2 separate regions of the Zea mays genome follow, and region 1 is linked to region 2. A link is a contact called in public Hi-C data. All regions are on one chromosome and are shown on one strand. Each heading gives the region's core, a stretch centred on a gene start, on an enhancer-like site or on the middle of the called end of the contact. The rest is flanking DNA. Distances are from core to core; before and after follow the strand shown. Region 1 holds the start of LOC100501255. Region 2 has its middle 14 kb from the start of LOC118476980.

Evidence for each region. A called contact is a pair of places that touch in the nucleus more often than the background predicts.
Region 1: a contact with region 2 is called in a Hi-C map of leaf mesophyll, with 5 times the contacts expected there. The contact joins the promoter of LOC100501255 here to the enhancer-like site in region 2. A contact is called at or near these places in 2 of 25 Hi-C or Micro-C datasets (leaf mesophyll and tassel).

What each region holds. Positions count from the first base shown.
Region 1 is chr4:171,956,997-171,962,093 of Zm-B73-REFERENCE-NAM-5.0, forward strand. It overlaps LOC100501255, which reads left to right and starts at 1,596. Exons shown (of 2, transcript NM_001196024.1): 1 at 1,596-2,497; 2 at 3,388-3,643. The coding sequence starts at 1,784. The coding sequence ends at 3,432.
Region 2 is chr4:171,273,932-171,279,821 of Zm-B73-REFERENCE-NAM-5.0, forward strand. No RefSeq gene overlaps it. Among protein-coding and RNA genes, the nearest start is that of LOC118476980, 14 kb to the left of the region's middle. Within about 2 kb of position 4,405, at least 17 of the 20 cell types and tissues checked have an H3K27ac peak or open chromatin away from gene starts, as enhancers often do. A contact at or near this core is called in leaf mesophyll and tassel, where this site is marked.

The DNA.
Region 1 (5,097 bases), core at 346-2,845, 680 kb after region 2:
GCCGAGCAAACTGGATAGGCACACGAATGAGTAGGGTAGGGGTTCCGAGCAAACGGACAAAAAGAGCGAACCGTTTGATACGATACCCGGAGTTGTCAAGATCGTGCGCTAGCTTTAGGCCGCCACGCTTACCCTTTCGTGAGCAGCACCAGCACAGGAGATGGATGCGGTCTGCTTTCCCATGCAAAGCAAAGGGAAGCGAAGCCCCATCCGTTTACTACCTACCAGGAACCATTGACCTGAGGTACGTCTTGTCACGCGTGCCGAGAGGACTAGGAGATCTATGGAATTTGACCGTGTTTACACCACACCCGTTCCGGTCTAGTATTGAGTGTAGCTTAAACTAATTTATATCTCAATCTATTTCAATATATGTGGATTATGATCGATATTAAAGTACACAAACAGTGCATACAAAACATGAACGGCGTGTGTAAACGGCGTCCAGCGACCCAATACATAGATAACTGAATGTTCACACCAACGCACATCTTGTCTAGTGGTCCATGTTAGGCTGTCTCCCGTCTTTCATTCCATTTTTCCATTTTACACTTTACTCTATAAACAATAATTTCCATTTTAAACTTCAATCTATAAACAATAATTACCATTTTAAACTTCACTCTCTCAATAAGCAATAATGTCTACTGTACAAAAACAGTGCTTTCTATGGCTATATACATAATCCATCTGCTGACTGCTGGATACAACTTTTTGTGTGGCCGTGGATGAAACTATCAGTTTGTTGGCACCTTGCGGTACAAGGATGGATCAGCTTATTTTTTACAGAAAAAACGTAGAAAATAACGCAACAAAAAAAAAGGTTTCTACGTTTTGAAGGGGAATGGTGACCCTCTCTCTGTTTAGGCTCGAAATTCAAAGAGAGGATGATTCGATTCCACTCCAGATAAAAAAAAGACAGGAAGGAACAAAATGCATGCGAAATAAAATAAAATGATGGTTGGATTTTAGTTTATTTAAGAGTAAAGGCTATTAACGCCTCCAGATTTTGGCCATATATAAATCTATAGCCTATCTATCACCTCATTGTGATCTACTTATTTTGCTGGTTCCTGCGCAGTCACCGTTTTCAGATGCATGTATTCAGTTATAAAACAACATAGTTCCGACCGCTTTATTACACAACATAGTTCCGAAGTATAGTCCATGGACAAAAAAGGATTAAAACTTGTTAAAACTCTCTGTGCCATTATTATAAAAAAACATGATATATTAGATGTTTGGACGAAAAAATTACAGAATCATAATATAGTTACTGGAATCGTAAAATAAATCTGGTCAATCGGATCTTAAAGCGGTAAGATCGTACTAGAGGATAAGTGAGACCGTGACCAACTTTGGCTGCGCCACCCCGTCGGTGTTACGAGACAAAGAAAGCAAGCCCCATAGGTCCAACCGGTGGGGCATGTCCTGCTAATCGGCGACACTCAGATACCTGTTCACTTGTATGGGGAGCTTTACCACCCTCAAATCACGCACCCTTAACAACGTCTGTCTCGACGACAAGGGGAAAAAAAAAAGAAGAAAGGTGAAAAACACACACAAAGAAAGAGGAACACCCACTACCTTGGGCACTTTCACCTCCTCGAGCCTCCCTCTCCTCTCCTCTCCTCTGACTCCGCCCCCTTTTAAAATTGGGACCCTCGCCGCCGCGCCCCGCAGACCCGCACACACACAGACCACACCTTCTCGCCCCCTCGCAAGTCGCAGCAGGGACAGCGGCAGCGACGCCACCGCACCACCACCTCGTCCGCCACCCGCAATGGGGAACAGCATCGGGGGCAAGCGCAAGAGCGCCAAGGTGATGCAGCTGGACGGCACCTCCTTCCGCGTGAAGCCCCCGGCGGCGGCGGCGGCCGACGTGCTGCGGGACCACCCGGGCTTCCAGCTGCTCGAGTCGGAGGAGGTCAAGCTCCTGGGCGCCCGCGCGCGCCCGCTGGCCCCCGACGCGCCGCTCCGCCGCGGCCGGCTCTACTTCCTCGTCGCGCTCCCGCGCCGCGCGCCCGCGGGGGGGCCCATGCGCCGCGCCTGGTCGGGCAACCTCAACGTCGGCGCCCGCGAGCGGCTCGAGTCGCTCAAGCTCGCGCGCCGCTCCACCTCCGACCTCTCCTCGCTCCCCGCCCCCGCCCACGCCTCCGCGTCGGCCCCCGCCTCCCCGCTCCCCGGCGGCGGCGGCGCCACGCCCGTGCGCCTCAAGATGCGCCTCCCCCGGGCGCAGGTGGAGAAGCTCATGGGCGAGAGCAAGGACCCCGCCGAGGCCGCCGCCAAGATCATGGAGCTCTGCGGCGCGGCCGTGGCGGGCGACGCGCACGCCAGCGCCCGGGCCACCCCGGACCGCCCGCGGCCCGGGATCCTGCGCAGCCCTAGGTTCGCCAAGACACCGGAGTGGGGCGCCCGGTTCATGCTGCCGTCGCCGGCGCCGGCGCCGGCCAAGACGCCGCCGCAGCGGTGGCCCACGCTGCCACGCACCAACGAGGTAATTTCGTCCGTATCTACATTTAACCCCCCATCCCCCCACGTGCATTGCATTATTGTTTGTTCCCATTCCCACACCAATGAACACCGTAAGATCTGCACGCTGCGGCAGAGAAACGTGGGTTGGGATCCGTTCGACCTCTCCACCCCTTGTGAAAACTGAAACTGTAGAACGCCCATTTGTTTCTAGATCGCCTTGCTTCTCATGATCACTCGTTTTGTTAGATCATCGGCCGCGCCCGGCACCGGTTCTTCCGATCCAGCTAGTGCGAATGCATGCTCGCGCTAGGCACGAGCGAGGGTTAACATGGCAGCATTGCATTTCAGATGCAGTTTCATTGTAGTTGCAGAGAACACGTAGCCTGTCTCACAGTGGGGGCACTAAAGGCAGCTAGCTTGTGTAAAAAGAAAGAAAGAAAGAAAGAAAGAAAAAAATAAGTGGACGCGAAACTGCTGCTCTCCGCTGATTGCGGGGAACAACGAACACGAGTGCGCTGGGTGCAGGAACGCGATAGCATTCTCCAGTGGCAGCTGGAGAAGTTTTGACAAAAGTAGGACACAATCAGTGCTATTCTATTCTATCTAAACGTTAAACGGCCACTTAAACAGGCGAAACGGCTGTTTAAAGTTCAAACAAGCTAAATAAACGGCCGTTTCAAACAGTGAGGTACAATTGCACAACGAAAACGAAGCTGCTTTGTCATGTTCGCGCTACTACAATAGTTGGATATCTTGCGGTTGAAAAAGAGCTGATGGTGGTTGGTTACGCCTGCCTGCAAATGATTGTGCGGCTATGCCCCTGTGCATAGCTGACTATTTCTCCCCCCCCCCCCCCCCCCCCCCCCCGCCCCACCCCTCGTTGCTAATTGAGGCTTCGTTTCCGTGTTTCAGAAAAAGGCGCGGTTCGTAGAGTTGCCGGACGAGCTGATAGCGTGACCTGGGCTTCGCCGAAGCGAGTTAACACTCCCTTTTTTTTCCTTCTTCTTCAATGTACTGTCGCAAAGCATGTTTGGTGATCGTGAGGCCAGGAGACGAGGAATTGTAAACTTATCTCCAGGCGGGCGCGCTGTACTCCTTCAGCCGCTCATATCCGAGCGAAACACAAAGTATGGTTTGAAGATGAGAAGCCGCCCGATGGCTTCCGATTCACCTTGCTCCAGTGATCTGACTGACTGACACCGTGTTACTTATACCGTCAGTATGTTTTCCTTCCGCCTTCTTCTCGAACCTCTCTCTCTCTCTCTCTCTCTCTGATTGTGTGTTCCTTCCTGTTGTCTCACCAGTCACCACTACGGTGCGTTATGTGCTACATTGCCAAGGCCAATTATTCCAGTCAGCTCTGGTTGCCATTGGGGGCAGCTTCGTCGTAGGAAGAGGCGCGTGTGCATATGCATCTCTGCATGATTTTGAAAACGAAAAAAAAAGGATATGTATAACAGCCGCTCTACGCTGAATGGTTCCTTGAGAGTTAGTAAGCTGGTGGACCGTCTGTTGGAGAATCATTGGGAGGCGTTGCTCAACTGAATTCCTCTTGCACATGCAAGCAGCAAGAGCAAGAGCATCGTCTGCACAAGTCGTGCGGTCTCTTCTCGCCACACCGACCATGCGGTGCGGGCTTGGATAAAAGATATATTGCCGCCAGTCACCTGTAAACCTTCACATGACAAGCAGTATGATCTGACCTTAGACCTACAACCCGTAGGAGCGTGTACAGTGTACTATATATACAATGCGCCCCCAAGTCAAGAGTAACATGCGTGCCGCGCTTCTTCAAACAAACAAGGCCATCCCAGACATCTTCTGGACTCCCTGCGATCGCTTCGGTCCTCAGGCTCAGGGATGTTCTCACTTCTCAGAACCTCACCTGCCGCCCTCGCAATGCATAGTTCGTTGCGTTAGATATGAATTTCGGACTCGGTCAACGGACGGAGTCTGGAATGAACTCGCGCCCTGATCGAAAGCCGTCAACTTTCGCTAGTTATAGCTTCGGTCAACAGACGCTATATTAACCTAGACACAAGTTGTCCTGAAAGTGAAAGCCAATGCTTTCACCTTCGAAGTAAACCCAGCGCCGCCGTATACTAGAAAACATCTAGCGTCCCGATGACGAGAAATCGCCCAATCTCTCGTTGGCGTCGGTAGACCCTAAGGCTGTCTCCAGCAACGTCCCCTAAATTCTATCCCCTAAAGGAATATTCTCTGTCCTTTACAGAACCCTCTAAAAAATTTTGTTCTCTATATCTTCGCCAACTCCAGCAACGTCCTCTAAATTCGGTACTCTATATCTAACAGAATTCATATACTCATTTTTAATACTCATTTGTTTGATATTAATACAATTTGAACTTATGTGCGTAATGAAAAAATGAAGTTATTTATTTCTAGAAATTTTATAAAAATGAATTAGGAACTAATTATAATAATTACATTTTGCAACCGACATTACTAATCGTTTTTTTCATAACGCCGTCTACGTACATATCTATATATGTATTGGACATAAACTGATAATACTAATCTAATAATCCCAATTAGCAAAAGTGTTGCTACTATTAGATTTACACGCAAAAAAAGAATAGAATTAATGAGCCAGCGGAGGTA
Region 2 (5,890 bases), core at 3,155-5,654:
TATATAGAACAAGTTGGTATATAATATGAGGAGAAATGTTTGCCCTGCTGGCAGCATCACAAATTATTAACTATTGTTATAAATTCTCTCTCGAAAATTATAGTACCTAAAAATGTTGCATAAATCGATACCCAATTTCAGAACAGTATGAGTAATTTGGTAAACCATGGGCAATGATAAAACGAGCTAGACTATACATTTCTGCACATAAAAATATCTGCTTGGCAGCATTGCCTGATACCGTGCACTTTACTACCAATATAAACACACATTTTCCTATGTGCCTAAAAGCACAATGCAACCAGTGAATGTCTTTGTGAGCGTTAGACCCTGATGGTCATTTTACTTGTTGATCTGAAGTCAACTAATGGCTCCAAACGACGAATGGTATGCATGAGCCCCTGAAGGACCCTTATGGATAAAATAGTGTTGCGCATATCAGTCTAAATCTTAATGATTGACTATGCATTTGGTAGTAATAACAATAAGTTTGCAGAATTGTAACCATGAAGCAACTTGTTGTTACGTGTCTCGCTGGATGTTGAGACTAACCCTTCATGTTGAAGGACAAATATGTAGTATTCATGTCACTACATTAATCTAAGTCCAAAGCTCACAGCATAAAATCCCTATATATAATGTGCGTAAGATTTCCCAAATAAATCACCACAATAGCATACATTGGCCACAAACTAGATGATTATGGTTGGGGATTATATCTGTATGCTTTTAGAACATCTCGCATTAGGGGGAGGAATGTCCATATAGTGTAATGCCTCAATATTCTATTAAACGCACAAAAGCCAAACTGAACCTGCCGTTCGGTGTGTACTCCTGTGTATATGGAGTTTGCCAGAAATCGTTGAGGAGTAACCATATTGGTTTGAATGCTTCTACCTGATGTAGATGTGGATATACCTGGGATTAATATCATATCCACATTTGACTTATTGGCATTTGATCTATTCTTGGGGACGCCTGCGAACATGATCCATTGGCCTTAGTCAAAGTATATGTTCTGATTGCAGATTCACGTGGTCTATAATAACTCTGCTCCGATTAATTCACCCTGCTGGTGATTTGCCTCACTGAGAGGTTCATCTTGATGATGAAATTCCTAGCAATACACGCAATATCATTGTGCTGGGAATATGGAACAATGAATCTTTCGTTTTGGGAAATAACGGAGATCATTATTAAATGTGGGAGACAAATATGTCGACACCTATATTGCCTCTCTAGATTGCAAATGGATCCAAAACAAAGTCCTAGGCATGAGTGCTTTAAGCTCTCTTATCGGGTCATTGATAAATGCAATCAAGGCTGAACCAAGAATCGCAAAATGAAAGTCGCGAGCTTGAAGTTCGAACATTTATGGGCACTATTGAAATAATGTGTGGTGAATGCGATGGTTCAAGTGGTTTAGTGAGAGACCCATCCCACATATGTGTTGAATAAACACAGTTTTGCTATGTAATATATCTGGCAAATGGCATGAATTATAATATGCAGTTAATAGGATTCTGAAGATCCGTCATGAGATCCTAGGAGGACTCATATCTTTGAATTATAAATATGCAACATATAAATCTCATACCGAATAATACATTCCTAACGAATGAGCACTCTCATATATAGAGAGAATATCTCCTAGATGAGATTATAGTTCCTTGATGGAACCTTTCCAGAAGAAACAAAGTATGTGTTAAACACCAAAGTTTGATAATCCCTATAAAGGGATAAAGACCCATACAGACCCAAAAAGGAATAAGATGAGGTACCAAAGGACTTGAAGTTCACCGAATAAGCACATGTGCATTCCATGATCTTTACTCATGGTATTTTCCACTAGATGTGGAATTACGGTATCCTCTAAAGCCATGATGGCATAAACCTATAAGGTTTAGGTGTTACTGGCAAAATATCCCCATTGTGCCAGAATGACAGACTATAACGATATATCTGATCGATGAAAAATCCCTGATGGATTACGATCTTTGATGGACTTTTGTTTCACCATCATAGATGTTGCAATGGATGAACGCCTGGAGCGACGTGTCATATTTAGAATATGTACTATTGCAACTATATTATCCCTAAGTCTTATTGAAGGACATGTTACTTGCTTTGCACAACTATGTATAAATTGTGGTGTAAGATAGAAAATGATAGCACCCCAACCTCATCCATTCTCGTTATTCTAGATGAACAATGAGACATATATCTTGAAGAATATGCTTGAGTTATGAGGGATAACGACTTTGACAGATGTCATCGTCAGGGGGAGCGAATGCTTATATTGATCACAATCATGAGACAATAAATGTCCTATTCTATGCCCTGAAGGCGTGAGCTTGATGATCAATATGTGAACCTTTATGGAACTTTCTATCAAATATATAGATCCAGTCGATCGAACACCATCAGTCAAAGTGGCTTATTTATATTGATACGTGCATTTACCTCGTATATCCTAGAAGTGAGTAGAGGTAAAGTTCCTGAAATAGTCCTTGCAAGGATATACAATCCATTTGCTAAATCTTTATGTGCATATACTTTCAGAAGATGTTTTGCCTTATTGATACGGTTTTGCAAGGATCAAGGGGAGCACATTTCTAAAGTTAGCCATTGTAGAAGATTCAATAGAATCTAGATCCTAGAGGATCGAAATCTATCCCGATGACAGTTGTTGTACTCTTTTCCCTTGGTGAGTTTTCTTGAAGTTTCTCACATGAGATTTTTAACGAGGCAACAAAGTGCAAATGCAATTTGTATCACCATGCACTCTTTCTCCATATTTTTCCCGCTGGGGTTTTTCGGAGTTTTAACGAGGTATGTGTTGGTCGTGGTATTCGCCTAAGGGAGAGTGTTAAGTAACCCTAGTTAGGGTTATGTGGGCAAATACCGGCTTTGCCTCTGAGTGGTCTCACATCTCTATATAAGGAACCTGTATACCCCATCATATGATAGAGAAGAGAAAGAGGCCAGAGGCCCAACCCTACATCTTGTGTCTCGTGTGTTTCACTGTCGTGCTTCTGGGAATGGATACAGGTCTTCCACGACTTCTCACGCCTAATCTGCTGACGGGAGGGAAGGGTGCGGATCTGGTGATCCGTGGTAACGTAGTTCTCAACAGTTGCATGCTTTTAAAACTAACCTAGCGGAGAACGAAGCACGCCAACAGGGACAGGGCGAGGGCCGGCGGTGGGCCTGTGGAATGGGGATGGGGTTGCTGTTTCCTAGGCGAGACAGCGACACTGGGCTAGGTTGCTGTTGCCTGCTTGCTACTACCTTTCAACCTTTGGGCCATAAGTTAGGCTGGGAGTCATGGGCTGTGCGGTACTGCTGCCAGATTGGGCCCTTAAGGTTCGAGTATTTGGGATACCCGAGGGTGGTACACAAATTATCCAAAATAAATTCAGGTTTTTAAAATTAACACTCGAAATTTCTATATAAAAAGCAGGTTTCGGATGATATGAGTTTAGATTCGGGTAATACGGGTTTAGGATATGGGTTTTTTGTCCAACCTTACCCGCGCCTAGGGAAGAAGTAAGCACGTTGTAATCAGATATAACTGGTTGACTGATGAGATGGATGACCATCGTTTAGGGCCTGTTAGTTTTTTAAAAAAACTGAGGAGTTTCTAAACAAGTCAGCATAGAAAATGTGGTGCTCGTAGCCTAGGCACGACAAAATTTACAATTGTCGTCCCGTTATCCCCAAGCCGACATGCATGCATCATTTGTTACCAACGTAACAGGATGATAATTATTTTTTCGATAAAATGTGCATAGGAAGCATGTATTCCTTTTATTTATATGATACACTGCTATTGGTTTTGGTCATCGGTTTTTATACTATATAGGGCTTTCTCGGTTTCTCCAACCATTCCCTCTAATATGTACTTTCTAATATATTTTACTATCTCCATTTAGCACCCAAAATCATAATTTTGAGATTTAAGGAAATTCTTTAGAGATTTAAAATTTAAATTGTCTTTTAATAAATTTATGAATTAGAGATAGTTTCCTAAATCTGAATAAATGGTAAATAACAAATTTTAGCTATGCATTTAAACTATTTTCTTAATTAAATAGGTGGTGAAATACTTTATATGATTGAATTCTATATATTTAAGAGCATTTGTCTAATGGAATAAATAATACAAAATATATTGGTGCATCATTCTGATTGTACATTTTGTTTGAAATAGAAAAAAATCCAAACTCAGATCTAAATTTGAATCCAATTTAAAATAGGAAATAGAAATTTTAAAAAAGGGGGAAGAAGAACCTCTACAGTTCTCGGGCCCAAACCTCCTCTCGGCCTAGTCTACCAACCCCTACCACGCGGCCCAGCAGCTGAACCCTGGTACCGACATGTGGGGCCCGCTGAGCAGCCGCTCACCCTGTTTCACGTGCGTTGCATTGAGCCGCTGACGTCATATGGCATGCATGCCTATGAGACTCACCGTGCCTGGGCTCCTAGGATCACCGCCTGGTGGGGTTAGCCCGTCAGAGTTATCCTCATCCTCTGGTTGTTGAGAACCCGTGTCGTAACAGTCAGGAGCATAATCTGCCTGAAACCTCGTCGTCCGTTTCTTGCTCTGCACGGACTTCAGATGCCATGGGGTATAAAAATGGTGGTGCTGCTACCCTCTTATCCATCAAGTAAGCCAAGCCGTGGCCGAACCATTGGTTGTGATGAGAGAGATGGGGGACCGGTCGCAGCGGAGCTCGACCTCGCCGTCGTTCCGTTCCCGACATGCGGTCCAGGAGTTCAGGAAAGCTCGTGGGAGCCGCACCAACGTTGAACTGAAGGAGAGCGAGCTTGAGATATTGGGTCGTTGTTGGGAACCCGTGCCCCTGCCATCAACCGAGCTCCGTCTTTAGCCCACCGTACACCATGGTCGGACCTGCTGACATCTTCTCCCACCGATAAGACATCACAGTCTTTGTTCGATTGGCTCTCTGCGTCGTGTAGCATTTGTTGTTCGTGAGTTTAGGGTGCGGGGTCGCTGGTTGGCCGTGCGCCGGCGAGCTTTCCACCGTGGGGAGCTCGACGCCGCCTTTGCTGGCCACCGTGGAGGTAGCCGTGGGCGAGAGGGATAATGGGGATATCAGTGAATCGTTGATCATGTAATAAACGACTTAGATTAGAAGTAGAGGTATCGCTTCGATGTTTTAAATCCGTGTCGTCGAATTTGGATCGGAGTGATAGTTTTAGATCAAGGCATGGAGGGTGGTGGGGCATAGATCGCAGATCCAAGAGCCGCAATCGCGTACCCCTTCGCTTTTACTCTCGACCGTAGATCCTTGATCGGATGGCCTCTGTGAACGCGCGTCATGCAGTTGTGGTACTTTTAGTAAAGAGCCCCTATAGTATTCTCTAATCAACCCGCAGTCCACCATTATGTAAAGAGTAATACATTTAGGCCTTGAACTTTGCAGATGTAACCCCGAGCTTCTTTGTAATAGAAACTGCCATCCTCGGCCGTGGGGAAACCCTTGCACTCAGATCTCTGCAATTTGCAGAAACACCCCTAGAAGCAATTTTAGGTGTAAAACTAATATCAAATAACTCGTAAAACTTATTTAGCCCATAACTTTTGCACTGTAACTCCGATTTAATCTGTTCAAATTGTGTTGACTTCGTAATAATAATGCCTACACTTTCGTAACATTATTTTATCAGATAACATGTTTTCAAAAATAGATATTCATTTAACCTATGCTTAGTGGATTAATCCTTCTAATCCAAGTTAATCTATAATTTGACTAAAATGTAACCTCTAATCAAGTTATAACTTAGATTAAGGTAAAAATTAGTTATTTCCTTGGGTTGTCTTTCTCACATGATCTATATTAATCAACATAGAATATAGTTCTAT